3 separate regions of the Sus scrofa genome follow, and all the other regions are linked to region 1. Evidence: chromatin contacts called from public Hi-C and targeted proximity ligation data. All regions are on one chromosome and are shown on one strand. The core of a region is the stretch at or near the end of the contact, and the rest is flanking DNA. Distances in the headings are between cores, read along the strand shown. Region 1 has its middle 360 kb from the start of MYC. Region 2 has its middle 220 kb from the start of FAM84B. Region 3 has its middle 260 kb from the start of FAM84B.

Region 1 (2,862 bases), core at 125-2,624:
CCATGGCATATAGAGGTTCTCAGGCTAGGGGTCTAATCAGAGCTATTGCCACCGGCCTACGCCACAGCCACAGCAGCACAGGATCTGATCCATGTCTGCCACCTACACCACAGCTCACGGCAATGCCAGATCCTTAACCCACTGATTGAGGCCAAGGGTCAAACCCGCAACCTCATGGTTCCTAGTTGGATTCATTAACCATTGAGCCACGACGGGAACTCCAACACATAGGATTTGTTATTCCCATGTCATAGTTGAGCATCCCAAGGCCATATGAATATTAAGAGGCAGACCAAGAATATGAACCCAGATCCCTCTGACTTAAAGCCTAAATCCTCTGCAACATCCCAGGTCTACTCAACTCCCATGGACTCATAGATATCGATAAAAAAAAATCCCCAGATACAACATAAGATACCCATGCTGTGGCTCCTCTGTGGGCACAGCCCGAGGAGAGCACAGTGGTTATGGATACAGGCTTCCGACTTTGCCAGATCTGGCCTCACGGCCTTGCTCTACCACTCAGTAATTCTCACATGTTAGAATAGAAAGTTGATATAAATGCACACACTCACACACACAGAGACACTCATCGCCGATTCAGTGCTGAAAGGCATCCAATGCAGCATCCTTACTTTGCAGTTGAGAACGCCAGTGCTGGGTGGAGGGGAGAGCACAGGGGTTTCCTGCCTGGGGTCCCACAGGGAGAGAGCACCGGGGACATCAGACATCCCCCCCCATCCCAAGTCTGATGCTCTCTCCAGAGTCCCATCCCAGCCTGCCTCCCTCTAGAAACACATTCAAGTTTTCAAATGGTGACTCCCCAGATCAAAGGAAATGGCCCCCTCAGATAAAGCAGATTCTCACAGAGGAAAAATGTCCATTCCATGCTGAGATTTTTCCTCTATCTGCTCATTTGCGGGGGTCATGAGAAGGTCAGGGGAAAGCTCTTATGACGTGGCTCCTGGGTCTCCACACCCAAGAATGCAGGAAGATTTCAATAAATCAGACGGCGGGCAGGAATTCAGACAGGCTCCCCCACATGTTCTGTGCCTTTATTCCCCCCGGGTGGATACCATCAGCTGTCTTGTTGCTAAGAGACCCGAGTGGGTGGGAAAGGCCAATTGTCTTATTTTTCAAACTTATCTACAAAACCGGTTTGTGCCTCTGCTCCGTCCAGGGGTTCGGCTTTCTTAAGAACAGGATATTACCACCAGGCAGATGGAGTGAGTGAGAGTACATTTTGTCGAGAAACGGACTGAGCTTTTCCTGGACATTCAATGTCACCCAGCAGAGTCCTGGGAGCTGCCAATTACGGGTCTGATGCAATGTTTGGGAAAGAGCCGCAGAGTACACATGACTCAACAAAATATTCTGATTTACATTCCTATCTCCCAGGCAGTTGCACTTTTATCAGCACCAACAAGGGCTATGGGGTCAGTAGGCGTGCTGGGCTGAGTTCGTCATCAGAGAATTAAAAGGAATTAAAAAAAAACAAGAAGAGGTTGTGGGGAGGTGAGAATCTGAATCACTCCGGGACTTTCCTTTTCGGTTGCATTCCAATCGGACAGACCCAAACCTGGCAGAGCCCTTCTATTGCTCAATGTCAAAAACATTCCCCTGGAATGTGGGCCATGTGAACTTGGACACCCCCTGCAGTTTCCCTCTGTGGCCCAGCAGGCTGCATCCACCATAAGCGGGGCCCTCAGGAGAGTCCGGGGCATGTTTCATATAAAAAAGGCAGGGGCTCCAAAGGTGAGCTTTCACCAGCCCTCTCCCACCAAGGCCTCTGTGCAGACTCGCGCTGCACTCTGATGAGCCCAGCAGAGATGGAAAATGAGCTCTTGGGAACAGGTCGGTGGGTTTTGTTTTGTTTTGTTTTTCTTGCCTTAGTAGAAAGCAAGAATGTGAATTCACTTCCTCCTTGTCTGGGTTTGTACTTGGCTTATGAGCTCATTCCGCCCACCTTGACCCCCCAGCAAAACCCGGCTATAACCTCTTATTTCTGAAGAACTCTAAGAGCCACGTCTAAGGACATCTAATTCCCCGTTCTGCCCCCTGCCCACATAGACCCCTCCCTCCTTGGCTTGAAGAGTCAAGATAGCAATCTTTGTCACACGAGTGTAACTGAGAGCATAACTCAGCCCCAAAAGCCCATTTCGATCTTGCAGCATGTTTCAGAGCCGAGTGCTCCAGCCAGCAAAGAACTCATAGTTGGCAGAGCCTTCTGAGTAACTGTGTACAGACCACATCCTCCTCCTGTCCACTTCTAAAACCCATCCAGAAAAAAGGAAGGCCTCTGGAGTTCCCTTCGTGGCACAGTGGTTAACAAATCTGACTAGAAACCATGAGGTTGCAGGTTCGATCCCCGGCCTTGCTCAATAGGTTACGGGTCTGGCGTTGCCGTGAGCTGTGGTGTAGGTCACAGACGCGGCTCGGATCCCTCATTGTTGTGGCTCTGGGTAGGCCGGCAGCTGTAGCTCCGATTAGACCCCTAGCCTGGGAACCTCCACATGCCACGGGAGCAGCCCTAGAAAAGGCAAAAAGACAAAAAAAAAAAAAAAAAAAAAAGGAAGGCCTCACAAGCCATGTGCCATCAGCTACAGAGAAGAATGGCGTTGCGTGCATCCTGCTGTGTGTAAGAGTCAGGGATACGCAGGTTCTAGAAAATAAAATTACCTAACTTAAATTGAATGCTGACTGTGAAGAGGCAGACGGCAAGACCGCAGGGGCTTTATCCTGTTTATTGTTCCCAACAACCAATGGGGCGTCTACAATACCTTTTCAGATTTACAACTCAGTAGGATACACCAGTCAAAACAGCCTTGGACATCCCCACTACACAGAAGGTGAAGACTTACT
Region 2 (2,862 bases), core at 208-2,707, 1.1 Mb after region 1:
AAAATATATTTTAATTGTAGCATCCATGAGGATGCAGGTTTGATCACTGGCCTCACTCAGTGGGTTAAGGATCCAGTGTTGCCATGAGCTGTGGTGTAGGTCGCAGACACAGCTTGGATCCCACATTGCTGTGGCTGTGGCATAAGCTGGTAGCTGCAGCTCTGATCTGATCCCTAGGCTAGGAACCTCCATATGCCCTGGGTGCGGTGCTAAAAAGACTATATATATATATATATATATATATATATATATAAATTGAATATTTACGTATCTCTCCACCATGGAAAGGCTGGGAGGGTAGGTGCCATGTCTCATTTATATTTGTATTCATAACACATAACATAGTGACTGGCTTTGTAAAAACTCAATAATGCTGAGTGAATGAGGGAACGTGCTAAATTTAACTGCAGGGCCAGCTTCTGCTCAGAGGCTTGTGGCTCTCCTCCACCCCAGACAAAGTAAGTCATCCCCTTTTATTTCCCACTGCGGCCAAGCCTCCTACATTTCAGTCATATTTACTTGGGCAATATCCCACTCCCCCACTAGACTGTAAGTGCCCTGAGAGAAGCCACTCCATCTGTAGGACCTATCCCAGTGTTTATTTGCTAAAAGGATGCCTGAACAGGCTGAGAGTGCTCTCTGACTCCTAGGAACTCTGTGACTGAACTGCCCAAGGCACTGACATGGGCCTTGAGTGGGTGACCAGGCCTTGCTCACACTTCCTGCTTCCCTCCAGAACCCCCTGCTTGCCCAGCTCAAAGACTCGACTCTCTGTGTGGCAAAGCTCTGGAATCTGGCTGCTAAACTCCGAAGACAGGAAGACAGAGAGGCCAGGGAGTCATTTGAAATGACTGTCCTGAGCTCCCGTTTCATCATGTGTATGCACTTAGTGACACATCAGGAAATTTTTTTCCAGCAGCGAGTTTTTTTTCCTCCGTCCACTTGTGGACATGTTGAAAGATCACACATAGGTTTTCAATGAAGTCACTGACAATCAGGGGAAGCCAGCAGCCACAGCTGGTGGGTCCGAGTCTCACCCCCCCCCCCAGGGGGGACAATTTAATCTCTTGGCCTCACATTGGGAAAGCAGTCTGAGGAAGGTAAAGACTCTGTTAACCTTTTTTTTGAAGAAAGAAAGATCAAGAGTAACAAGAAGAAACTGTATGACTTGAGGCAGCTGCTGCTGTTACTAAAAAGTAAGAAAGGAGGTGGGAGGGGCCTTAGCCCGTGGATGACAGGAGGCTTGTTATCAGCGGCCAGGGTGGCCGGGACTGGTGCTCCTGGGAGAATATCACTTCCTTTGTGGAGTAAGATAGGAGAAGATTTCTAGCCCCCACGGAGCAGCGTAGGGAGTCTGGGGTTTGGGGACACTTTCTGATTCAGGATGCCTGGATTCAAACAATGTCAGTATCGCTTGTGAGGCTCGTAAGCGATGAGTAACAGGAGAGGGATGATTCATAGGCCAGGGAACCCTGGAAGCAGTCAGTAAAGTCTTGAAAGATGCAGGCAGCGGTGTAGCACAGCTGTTGGTCTTGCCACTTGTGGATTCGGGGTGGGTGGGGGGAGCCATTCCAATGAGCCAGCAGTTCTCATCCTGACTGCTTGCACCACAGCCATGATTTCACCCCATAGAGCCTCTTCCGAAAAGCAAATCAAAAAGAGGTTCAGAGACTGTGGAGGGCCCCGATGCTCACATTTCCTGCTGAATCCAGAGGTCTACATGCTTGACTAGGATTCCCTGATCATATTTTTGTCCATCAGCCAATTAAAAGAGTGCATCATTCAAAAGGAAAGCTTAATTGCCTCTGAAACTAGGACATTTCGTACTCAAAAGGAATAGCTGACCGGGAGCAATGACCACCTCTATGGTTACATGTAATGAGACCGAAATGCTATCAGAACGTACTGATCAGCTCTCAGAGCTTTTCAACACCACATTCACAAAGATAAATAAGGTGCAGTCACCGACCTTGAGGAACTCATCAGGAACAAGGTGGAGAGAGCCACATAAACAGGGGATTACGACACAGTGGCGTATGTGCTACAGTGAAGTTTATGCCTACTGTGAACACTGAGACTGAGGAGAGGAGGGATGAGGAATAAAGAAGCCAGAAAGGACGGAGGGCAACAATAAGAAAGAAGAGATCAGGGAGCTCCTGTTGTGGCAAAGAGGAAACGAAGCCAACTAGGAAGCATGAGGTTGCAGGTTCGATCCCTGGCCTTGCTCAGTGGGTTAAGGATCCAGCATTGTCGTGAGCTGTGGTGTAGGTCACAGACGTGGCTCAGATCCTGCGTAGCTGTGGCTCTGGTGTAGGCCGGCAGCTACAGCTCCGATTAGACGCCTAGCCTGGGAACCTCCAAATGCCACGGGGGCAGCCCAAGAAATCACAAAAAGATAACAAAAAAAAAGAAAAAGAAAGAAAACAGAGTAATACCAAAAGACAATGGATTGTATACTAACATTACTATATAATCCATTATCTTTCAATTGTACTCATACACATGAATAATAGAGCATATACATATGTGTGATATACATGTATATATAATAAAGTAATATATATGGTTGGGGCATCACATGATGATAAAACAATCTACAGGAAAATAGTAATCCTAAATATATATGCACTAAAGAACAAACCCTCAAAACATATAAAACAAAAACTCATAAAGCTGAAAGAAGAACTGTAGTTGAGGACTCTTAACACTTTACTCATAGAAAGTAACAGAACTACCAGACAGAAAATCAGCAAAGTTATAGAATGGAGCAATACAACCAAACAGTAAAATCTAATTGACATATACAGAACAATCTACCCAACAATAGTAGAATACACATTTTTTTTTCAAGAAATCATAGGA
Region 3 (2,862 bases), core at 272-2,771, 1.1 Mb after region 1:
CCCACGGCACTCAGCCCACGGCATGCACTCACTGGGGCTATCCTGTCCCCTGCAAGTTCCAACTCACCCACGGTGGCAAATAGCCTGAGGTTAACGCATCACCCCACTCATAAAATATATCTGCATCACAGAGCCTAATGGAGCCCTTAAATCACATCATGGAGACAGCTTGGGGCTCCACCTGATGCTGATTCCAGGACTGAGGTGGTTGCTACAGCCGGGGCATCTGGGGTTGGATACTAATGTCCGTTAATGCACAGGAACTCAGGTCCTTTAGGGACCCAGCAAGCATACTCCTGCCCTGTGGGGACCACCAACTTATGAGATGCTCCGGAAATCCTTTAGAGCTCATCAAATTTACCCCTTGTTCCATCTGTTCGCTCTAGATATGGAGCAGGGTGTGTGTGTGTGTGTGTGTGTGTGTGTGTGTGTGTGTGCGCGCCTAGGTAAATGGACTCCTGACCCCAGTGTCAGGGACCTGGCTTCTCTCCCACTTTGTGCCAGCCTTAGTTCCCAAATGAAGAGCCTGAGGTAGAGCCTGTACCAAGGTAGTTTATTTTGGAAGCAATCCCAAGACCATGAGTGAAGCACCAGTGAGTAAAATAGGAAGGAAGAAACGTGAGCATCAGTTCGGGCATGACTGGGAGTGACTGACTGGGAGTGAAATATGTCTCAGAACCATTCACCTGGGAGAATGAGAAGGGGAAACGTTTATCCAACAGTGCCAGCTCCCTTTGGGTCAGGAGTGGCCCCTCCAACCTTAACCTCTCGAACAGTTCATCCTTAGAAGCCAAGCAAAGTTGTACAGTGAGCCAGAGAAGCCTGGGGAAGGAGGATTAGCTGCTCCACCTCCCCTGGCACACAGGCTGTTGGAACTGCATGGAACAGTGCACAGAATACGGGGCCGGGAGGGTGGGAAAGAGTGTAAAAAGGTGCCTCACACTCAGCCTTCCACTCACCCCCCCCAACACCACCACAGCAGGTGTTCGGGGCACCATCTCATCTGGTCCTCCCCCATTCCCAAGCAGCTGGCATCTTTTTCTTCCTTTCACAGACTAGGACCTTGAACCTCAGAGATGTCAGGTAACTTAGAGTGGCTGAAGGGGACTCAAACCCAGGCTACACACCTTGGACTCCTCCTTTCTTCACCCCTGAGCTGGGGAATGGAGATTCCAGACACATCACTGCATCTTTCTGATTCTTGGTGTCCTTGTCTGCAAGATCACGCTGATAACCTCTGCCTCCTTCCTGGGTTGTGATGAAGAACGAGAAATGTGTGTAAACTATAAAAGGAAGTACATATGCAAGGACTTTTTTTTTTCTTCAAAAGGCAAAAAAGGAAGGAAAGGAAAGGAAAGGAAAGGAAAGGAAAGGAAAGGAGGAAGGAAGGAAGGAAGAAAGAAAAAGAAAGAAAGAAAGAGAAAGAAAGGAAGAAAGAAAGGAACAGTACAACAGCATGTGCTGGTAGCAGAGGAAGGGATGGACATGTTTGAAAGCCACATCCATGACTTGGGTGGTTCTGCTTGAATAGACAGCTGCCACAAAGAGCCTGGAGCTGAGGCAGATTCCTTCTGTTTAGGGGACAGCCTTTCACTGGGGTTCAAATAAACATCTAAGTAACCGGGGGCAGAAGAACGGTTGCTGGGTGTGCCTCTGGTTATCCTAGAGAAACAAAAGCTAAGAACTACAGTTTCTCTCATATGAAGTGGAGCAGCTTTGCAATTGAAAGACAGAGCAATCCGCCTGGAGCAATTATGTTTTCATTATTATTCCCAAGCTGCTGTGTCACAAATCACATTTTCCATCCCCGGGCGTGTTGGTGCAGAGCTGCTGACTGCAGTTCCCATCATTCTACCAGCTGACTGCTCCAGCCGGGCCCTGGGAGCAGCGAGCCGGTGTCTCATTAACTGCAGTACCTGCACACAGATTGCAAACCCAGCGGAGCAGATGCTGTGTATTGAGGAAAACCTCCTCGTTTTAAAACGACCACAAGGTCCTTTTTACTATCAAATTCCTATTGGGATTTTTCTAGAAAGAAAGACCGTGAACCCCTTGAAGATGTTTGTGTCGACCTGCATTACAGCTCAGCTGAGACTGCTGAGGCTGGGCGTAACTTTGACTCGCAGGCACAAACACAAACACGCCCAGGCTCCATTGAAAAGTGGCAGACTTGAGAGCGCAGGGGCGCTGCCAGGCTCATGCCGCCATCATGTGGCCATAGGAGGAACTGCACCGAGGACAGGGGACCGCCAAATTTGCTATGGACTGTTGTGTCTTCCTTCCTCCAGCCCTTCCTCCCTCTCTCTCTCCCTTTTTCCTCTCCTCCTTCCTTCCTCTTCTCACTTCCCTCTTCCCTTCTTCCCTCCTACTTTCTTACACTGTGACAAACACTGGGATACAAAAATGCATCTGAGACGCCTTGTGCTTTTAAGTAGCCTGGTAGAAGGAGAGGAAAAGGGGAAGGGAAATAATTAAGTTCCACGGTTTCCAGCCCCTTCTCCTGGGTTCCTAAGAATGATCACAGTTAATTCTCACAAAAGCCCTGTGTGGGAGGGGGCATTACTGACACCAGTTGTCAAATTAATTTGAAGGGTCAGCCAACAAATCCTTGATTACTTGGTCATTAAAATAGATCAGGCAAATTCAAAGTCAAAATCGTGCAGTTTATATTTTAAAAAAGCTGATTCTTGCAAAACTTCACAAGCGTTACATCTAGGGGCGCAAATTATGCTTTTGCTTACTTATAGCTCTGAATAAAAATCAGTACTTTACCTCCAAACAGGCCTTAAGACCACGTCCTTATCCATTTTGCTATTAGATTATTTGTCAGTTCTAATTCTTAACTTGTCGACGCTCTTTGCA

What was found. A called contact is a pair of places that touch in the nucleus more often than the background predicts.
Region 2: a contact with region 1 is called in a Hi-C map of embryonic fibroblasts, with 2.9 times the contacts expected there. A contact is called at or near these places in 3 of 47 Hi-C or Micro-C datasets (adipocytes, embryonic fibroblasts and fibroblasts).
Region 3: a contact with region 1 is called in a targeted proximity ligation map of skeletal muscle, with 4 times the contacts expected there. A contact is called at or near these places in 1 of 47 Hi-C or Micro-C datasets (embryonic fibroblasts) and 1 of 2 datasets of targeted methods (skeletal muscle).

What each region holds. Positions count from the first base shown.
Region 1 is chr4:12,098,752-12,101,613 of Sscrofa11.1, forward strand. No RefSeq gene overlaps it. Among named protein-coding and RNA genes, the nearest start is that of MYC, 360 kb to the right of the region's middle.
Region 2 is chr4:13,222,729-13,225,590 of Sscrofa11.1, forward strand. No RefSeq gene overlaps it. Among named protein-coding and RNA genes, the nearest start is that of FAM84B, 220 kb to the right of the region's middle.
Region 3 is chr4:13,181,945-13,184,806 of Sscrofa11.1, forward strand. No RefSeq gene overlaps it. Among named protein-coding and RNA genes, the nearest start is that of FAM84B, 260 kb to the right of the region's middle.